2 separate regions of the Danio rerio genome follow, and region 1 is linked to region 2. A link is a contact called in public Hi-C data. All regions are on one chromosome and are shown on one strand. Each heading gives the region's core, a stretch centred on a gene start, on an enhancer-like site or on the middle of the called end of the contact. The rest is flanking DNA. Distances are from core to core; before and after follow the strand shown. Region 1 overlaps zgc:153372. Region 2 holds the start of zgc:153372.

Region 1 (3,618 bases), core at 122-2,621, 78 kb after region 2:
CTACTTTAAGGATGGACGTGTTGTGCATTCAGACATGCTCTTCTGCATACCTCGGTTGTAACGAGTGGTTATTTGAGTTAATGATGAATTTCTGCAGTTGGTCAGGTTTACCTAATAAAGTGGCTGGTGAGTGTATACAACAGAACAAAAAATACTTTAAGTCAATTATGGGTAAACTTTGCAATTAATCTAAAAGTCACGTGGTCAACTCTGATCCCCACTTGACAGTGCACATACTGTGATTTAATTCACCAGCATGGACCATGGCACTTTGAGCTAGACTTTATGATAGGGATGGTAAGAGAACAGTGGGATGAAGGGGAAGGTAAGTAAAAGGATAAATAGTAAACAGGTAGGTAGGTTGATCAGGCATCCTACAATGATGCCTAGAGACTTGGAGTGGAGGTACCGTCTCTGTAATATTTTGGTAGAGTGGTTGGACCCTCCGGTTTAACCTAGGAGGGAAGAGAGGGTTATAAAGATTGTTAATGGAAAGCAAGGAAATAGAGGGAGGGAGGGTGGGTTTGATAGAACGAGAAGAACAGTGCTAGAGGGCTGGTCTCCATTAAGTAAGTTTTAGGGAGTAGGTGATTGGTTAAGGAGACAAAGTGAGGTGTGGTTTCACTGCTGAACCTTGGTTAACAAGTTAACTCCATGTAAAATAATTGATGTTTAAAGTCTTAAACAATATCTACAAACTGAATCACCATTGTTAATGGTTTACATTGATTTACCACCCAAAATAGTAATTATATGAGTCATGAATTGAGTGTAATTTCTATAGTGCATAGCTGGCATGATCTTCAGCCAATTGAAGTGATGGACTAAATATGTACTGTACACCCACTGAGGTCAAGGAAGGCCTCGTAGCGACAGATATTGCTTGAGGGCGAAGCTATTGTCTCCATTTGCTAAATGAGAGTCAAATAAGGACACGGCAACTGCTTGCGCTTTTCCATCCAACTTTTCCCTTTTCCTCCATCACACTCACGCGTATTTGCAAGCACACACGTGGGGGGGTAATCAGACTTGGCTGATGTCTGGCTTTTTCAGACACTGCGGCAGGCGTCCAGACAGTCACCTGAAAAAATAAAAAAACGCACTCCATCTTTGAAAGCGCTGCCTTTCGCCATTGCTTTCAGTACTCTGCATATAGATTACAACATTTTCATTTCATTTTCTCATTTCAATTTCTCGAAATGAGGGGCAAATCAATATTTTATGATTTTTTCTCCCCCTCATTTTAACCATGCACTCTCAGTCAGCCATTAGCGCCTGTGTGTTACTCACTTTTAGTGTCGTCATTCGGATAGAGTCTGTAAATGATGCAAATGATATTCCGGCTTCAGGTCTGCTATTGTCCCCCTTCAGCTTTCTCCTTGGCGCCCTCTACTGCATTGCTTTGTAGGGGTTGCCATGGCGACCCAATCCCTGCGCACCCATATTTCAGTACGCAAGCGACGACGAGGTGCACCGTGGAGTTATTTGTATCACCACCAACCAAGGTGACTTTCTCTCAGCACTCTGTTCCCTCGAAAGTCTGCAACCCTCATGCTGGTCAGGCCAGCTTGAGATACTGAGCAGACAGGATATGCACAACCAATATGTGATTTGAATGCATGATATACTGTTATTAAGTTTGTCTGCACTTTCTCAGCGCCTAGAATACATTTTGCTATTATTTTTCGAGTGGAACATATTAAGGGTTTCAATCACAAAAGATATATAGAGGACTTTACAGAACATTAGCTCAAAGTCATATTTGATGTTTTATTTGAAGGATAATGTCATTTTTCTATATGGTAACCGGCTGATTAATCTACAGACATTTACCAGCATTATTATGTGCCTGATTAACATAAGTAATCATTTTAAAGTTAATAATGAGCTTTTTTGCATCTGTATGGACACTACCGTTTGTAATTTGAATGCTTAAAATCCTTTTATTTAGTTTGTCTGGACTTTCTTAGCCACCAGGACACCTTATGGTGTTATTTTTTTGTTCAATTGTTCATATTTTAATGAAATAGAGCCTATAGATTTATAGATATGGACCTATATAGATATAAGACCTATAGATATGGATTTTACAAGACATTAGCACAAGGCTGTATTTGCTGTTTAAGCTGAAGCATGACGTCAGTGCAAAACATGCTTTATATATCATCCGGTCTAGTTAATTATCACAAGTAGGCATGAGTCAATAACCGGTTTCAAGATTTACCACAATTTGGAAAAGTTAAGGTTTTAAAATAGCAAAAAAATTTCTGTTATACCGTTCCTAAGTTATATGTAAGGTTTTTTAAATGTGTTTTTGAAGTTTTGTAAACAAATCTGTGCTTTTGAAACTAATGATGATAGCAGATGTCATTTATTTATTTTAATTATTTAGTTGGACAAGTTTACTTTTCTAAAATATTGTAAATGTTTTCAAAAATCAAATATATTGTGTCTGTTCAATGGGGAAAAATGTTGTTTTTATAAAAAAAAAAAAACTTATTTTAGATAAGTAATCACAACACTGTGATACTGTAAAACCGTGATAGTTTTTATCCAAGGTTATCATACCATCAGAAACTTATACATAATGATGTCTAATCACAAGACATAGTAAATAAAGGATTTTACAGGATATTAGCTCAAAATATGTAAAATATGCTTCATATATCGACCAGGCTGGTTAATCTACAGACAATTAAAAATTTACCAGCATTATTCTGTGCCTGATTAACAGAAGTGATCATTTTAAAAGTTAATAATGAGCTTTTTTGCACAGACACAATGTTTATTGACACTGTTTGTGATTTGAATGCTTGATATCCTATTCTCAGCCACCAGGACACCTTTCGGTGTTATTGTTTTAACTGTTTTTTTGTTCAATTGTATGTATTTAGGATTTCAAATAGAGCCTATAGAGGATTTTACAAGACATTAGCAAGAGGCTGTATTTGCTGTTTTAGCTAAAGCATGACGTCATGTCAGTGTAAAATATGCTTTATATATCATCCAACCCAGGTAATCTACAAGGTTTTTTTAATCATACTAAATAGAGGATTTTACAAGACATTAGCGCAAAGTTGTAGTTGCTGTTTTAGTTGAAGGACTATGTCATATCAGTGTAAAATATGCTTTATATATTAATCAGTCTACAGACATTTAAAAATTTATATATTTAATATATTAATATATATATAATTAACAGAAGTGATTATTTTAAAGTTAATAATGAGGATTTTTAGGACTTTCTCAGCCACCAGGACACATTTTGCTGTTATGGTTTTCCAGTATTTTTGTTCAGTTGTACATATTTAGAATATGTAGCTAAGGCTGTATTTGCTGTTTTGGGTGAAGCATAATGTCATATTAGTGTAAAATAAGCTTTATATATATGGCTGCACGATTAATCAAAAAAGATTTTCTACAATTCAGCCAATTACATTTTCAAAGTCAGAAGAGAAGCGTAAAGGCGGTCTTCACATTGTTTTATATACACTGCTCAGCAATGTGGACACTTCCAAATGGTGTTAAAAGTGTCACATACTGTATTTAAATATAAAGAATAGTTCATTTAAAAATGTCATTTCTGTCTGAATGTAATGGCGTATTCATGGCCATAAA
Region 2 (3,661 bases), core at 933-3,432:
CCAGATTTGGCTTCAGTACTGACTAATTTAATGTGCACAAAACCTAATACTGTATAGCTTTCTATTAAAAATATTAATTTAAAAGATAGATTTGTGAGGGGTGTTCTTATATATGCTGAGCACTGTGTGTGTGTGTGTGTGTGTGTGTGTGTGTGTGTGTGTGTGTGTGTGTGTGTGTGTGTGTGTGTGTGTGTGTGTGTGTGTGTGTGTGTGTGTGTGTGTGTGTGTATGTCTTGTTTTTAGACATTCCAACACAACGACTTACAAATTTGGTCCAACAAACCTTCACACCACAATCGACAACAAAACATTCAATATACAGACAATCTATACAGAATTATAGTGATCATAGATTAATACAATGAAAAAAGAATAATAAAAATAATAAAATAAATACAACAATAATAATAAATAAATAAAAATAATAAATAAAATAATAATCTTCTCTTTTTATCTAAATGAGTCTGATCCTTTTCAACTTTAGAATTTATGTTTTTTTAAACAATCCATGAAAGTTTGCCAGATTTGATAGAATTTGCCTTCTTTCTTTTTCAGGAAAAATCTGATTTTCTCTAATTCCAAATATTTCATTAAATCCCTTGATTTTAATGTTTAGATTAGATTAAATGTAGGAACAACTTAATGTTTTTAGTTAAATAATATTAACCTTCTTGCTAACAGACAGACAAATGGAACTGTTTTTTGTTCTGTACTTCTGTACTTTAGAAATCAGTGATGCCTAGAACTGTGATCTGGATCTATCGGCTTTTGACCTATTTTTGAAAATGTCAGAAAAATATTTTCCCTGTAAGATGCTTATTTTGGGCAGCTCCAAAACATATTGCCAGTAATGCCGGTTCGAGCCCACACCGATTACATGCAGGGTACACTTCTACTGTATATCTGAGTAAATATCGCAATGTATATTAATCATTTAAACCTGGTTTTGTTTAAAATTTTCAGTTTTCTTTTTTTTCATTTTCATTCATCATGAATCATTGGGTTGTGTTTTGTAATTTTTATGAGCTTTTTAGTCTTAAAAATATGTTTATATATTTGTATTTAATTCGATTTTTAAAATTTGATTTGCATTTTATTTGTAATTTTTTTTTGTTTTATTACAAACTAAATGATATATATAATTTTTAATGTCTATTTTTATATTATTATTGTGAGTAAAGTTTTTGTAATTTGATTGTGATTTTCGAGATAGATAACAACCCTTAAAATGGTTGAGATATATAACATAAAAATAAGTACAAAATAAGAAAAAAGTTTAAAATATTTGTTATTAGGCCTACTTTTGTATGAAAAAATGGGAAATATAGGTATTTTTATTATTATGATTATTAGAAACACTTTTTATTAACATAATTATAATGTATTATTATTAATCATTTTAAAAGCATAAAGTTTATAAAACAATTACAACTAATTAAAACTTAATTAAACAACTTAATTAAAACTTTTGTTTTATTATTATTTTTAAAGACGAGGCACTATTAAAGCCTAAACCAGCCATCATTGAAATGAATCACAGGCTCATCTCTCTCCTACAGCAAATGTCTTGTCTTTGATAACAAAGGCCTTTCAGACTCGTCCCACAGATATTTGCTTACAAGGGGGTGAAACCAGACATACTTGGACCAGCCTTCAATCAAAGTACAAGCTGTTGTTTGGTGAGAGACTCAGGACTCGGAGGGCAGAGGAAGGTCACAGCTGACTGACTCTGCTTAATGTCAAGCAGGACACTGTGGAACGACTTTTCCAGTCCCATGAACACACACACACATACACGCACACACACCGCAGAAGAATAACAATGTGTGTATTCATCACAGCATGTCAGGCCTCTTTTTCACACCACTATCTTTTAAACTGTGCCAAAATATCAAACTACCACATATACAGAAATACAGATGCTTGATTTGGATATTATATTTCACACATCATCAACTTGTTTTGAGTATGATTAAATATTCCACATCTGATCTAGAAGACACTAAAATGGAGCTCTTGATGTATTCACATACCTATTTCTATTAGTTTATAAACATAACTAGTGAATATACCACTAGTTATGGATGATCATTGCTGAAAGCCGTGGATCATAGACTGTTAGAAAATATATATGGACGCGTGGCGGCCTCTGGTGGTTGAGTGGATAGAAGTAAGCTGTCGTTGATTATACGCAGCAGGAATAATAATTCAGCAAGAACTTTGCCCCAAGAACGTTGCAAACGATGTAAAGTTAACTCGTGTTACTGTATTCAAAACATACTAAACCACTAGAATTTGCGTTAAATTTCACTAACAGCTCGAACCTCGTGGGCGTTGACAAAACTACAACTTCATGGTTTGTTTTGTATTGATGAAGTACGCTAGCGCATTTCTCCGGTCTCTGGCTGTTCAGCGTAAAGAACAAACCCTAAAAATGTCTTCTGCTGTTCACGAGAATGTGAAGGTAAGCTGCTAAAACGTGTTGTTACCCTTTAATATTGCTAAACATGGGACGCGACCAACGACATGACAACATATTTTCGGTGCAACTTCATCAGTTACAGCTGTGTTTGTAGCCTACTTTTGACTTTAAGAGATCTGCATAGAGGTGTTGGTGTGTTTTGTGCAGAGTTTTGCCCGTTTAAAAAGTTTATAGTGTTTTGTCGTGAAGGTGTAAATCACTTGACCACAGCAGTTTTACTATAGTTTATTTGAAAAAATTTTTATTGGTAGACCATTTCACCTGGGGTCCTATTCTTGGGTCAGTAATAAGATTGAATACTGTCAGTAACAAAAATTAAAGTGAAAAAAATTATTTAATAATTACAGCATTAAATGTGCTGTATGGAAGTTTTTGACTCATTTAAAGCATAATACCATAATATGTTTGCAGATATTTAAGAAACGTGCCAAGTGAACATATTTTAACACACTTTATCAGATTATACTTTATCTGAAAAAACAATGCCGAGGTCAGATATTCTGCTTTGAAACTGTCTTTGTTTTGGTAATTTTAACCTGCCCAATGTCAGTTTGTAGCAGACTCTGAAATAAGATGCAGATTCAGAGTTCCACCTGCAGTGGCGCCCCAGAAAATTTTCTTAGGGGTTGCCAAAAGCAGCTGTATCAAATGTTGGGGTGGCACAAAAAAAAAAAAAAAAAAAGAATTCTGTGCATACCTTTTAACATTGGGATGTGAAAATAAGGGAAATGCCCACCATAAATAGGGATTCCCCCAAACCCCCCACCTGCGCTTATATATACACACTTACTATACAGACACTAATAATATCATTTGGCCATACTTGTTTTTAAGCCACAATATTATTAATACAGGTTCTTCAATTAATCTACCTTAAGGTAAATATTAAATTGCCCTTGCTGTGCATTAAAGGTGTGTGCGTGCTGTCAATGACGATAAGGAAGGGGGAGGATCAGTGAATCAGCAACATCAGTGGCACCAGACAGTTAACAAAAATTTAGTAGCTGCTATTTATTTATTTATTCATTGAAATATTATATAACAATATGGCCGCCGATATTGTGCATCTCTAGTTAGAACAAAAACTTCTTTTAATATGGAAAATATTTCTTCTACCGGTTGCCATTCCTTTTATTTAGAACACGGTTTAAATCACTTGCTCCAGTCCTCAATCTGGCA

Evidence for each region. Hi-C and Micro-C count contacts between places; a contact is called where the count stands out from the background.
Region 1: a contact with region 2 is called in a Hi-C map of embryo, with 3 times the contacts expected there. The contact joins the enhancer-like site here to the promoter of zgc:153372 in region 2. A contact is called at or near these places in 9 of 18 Hi-C or Micro-C datasets (caudal fin, embryo, gastrula embryo and 2 more) and 1 of 4 datasets of contacts at active chromatin or transcription factors (caudal fin).

What each region holds. Positions count from the first base shown.
Region 1 is chr15:32,309,365-32,312,982 of GRCz12tu, forward strand. The region is part of intron 10 of zgc:153372; the gene reads left to right. Among named protein-coding and RNA genes, the nearest start is that of mir125c, 5.8 kb to the left of the region's middle. Within about 2 kb of position 1,372, at least 4 of the 62 cell types and tissues checked have an H3K27ac peak or open chromatin away from gene starts, as enhancers often do.
Region 2 is chr15:32,230,638-32,234,298 of GRCz12tu, forward strand. zgc:153372 reads left to right here and starts at 2,183. Exons shown (of 11, transcript NM_001076633.1): 1 at 2,183-2,464. The coding sequence starts at 2,435.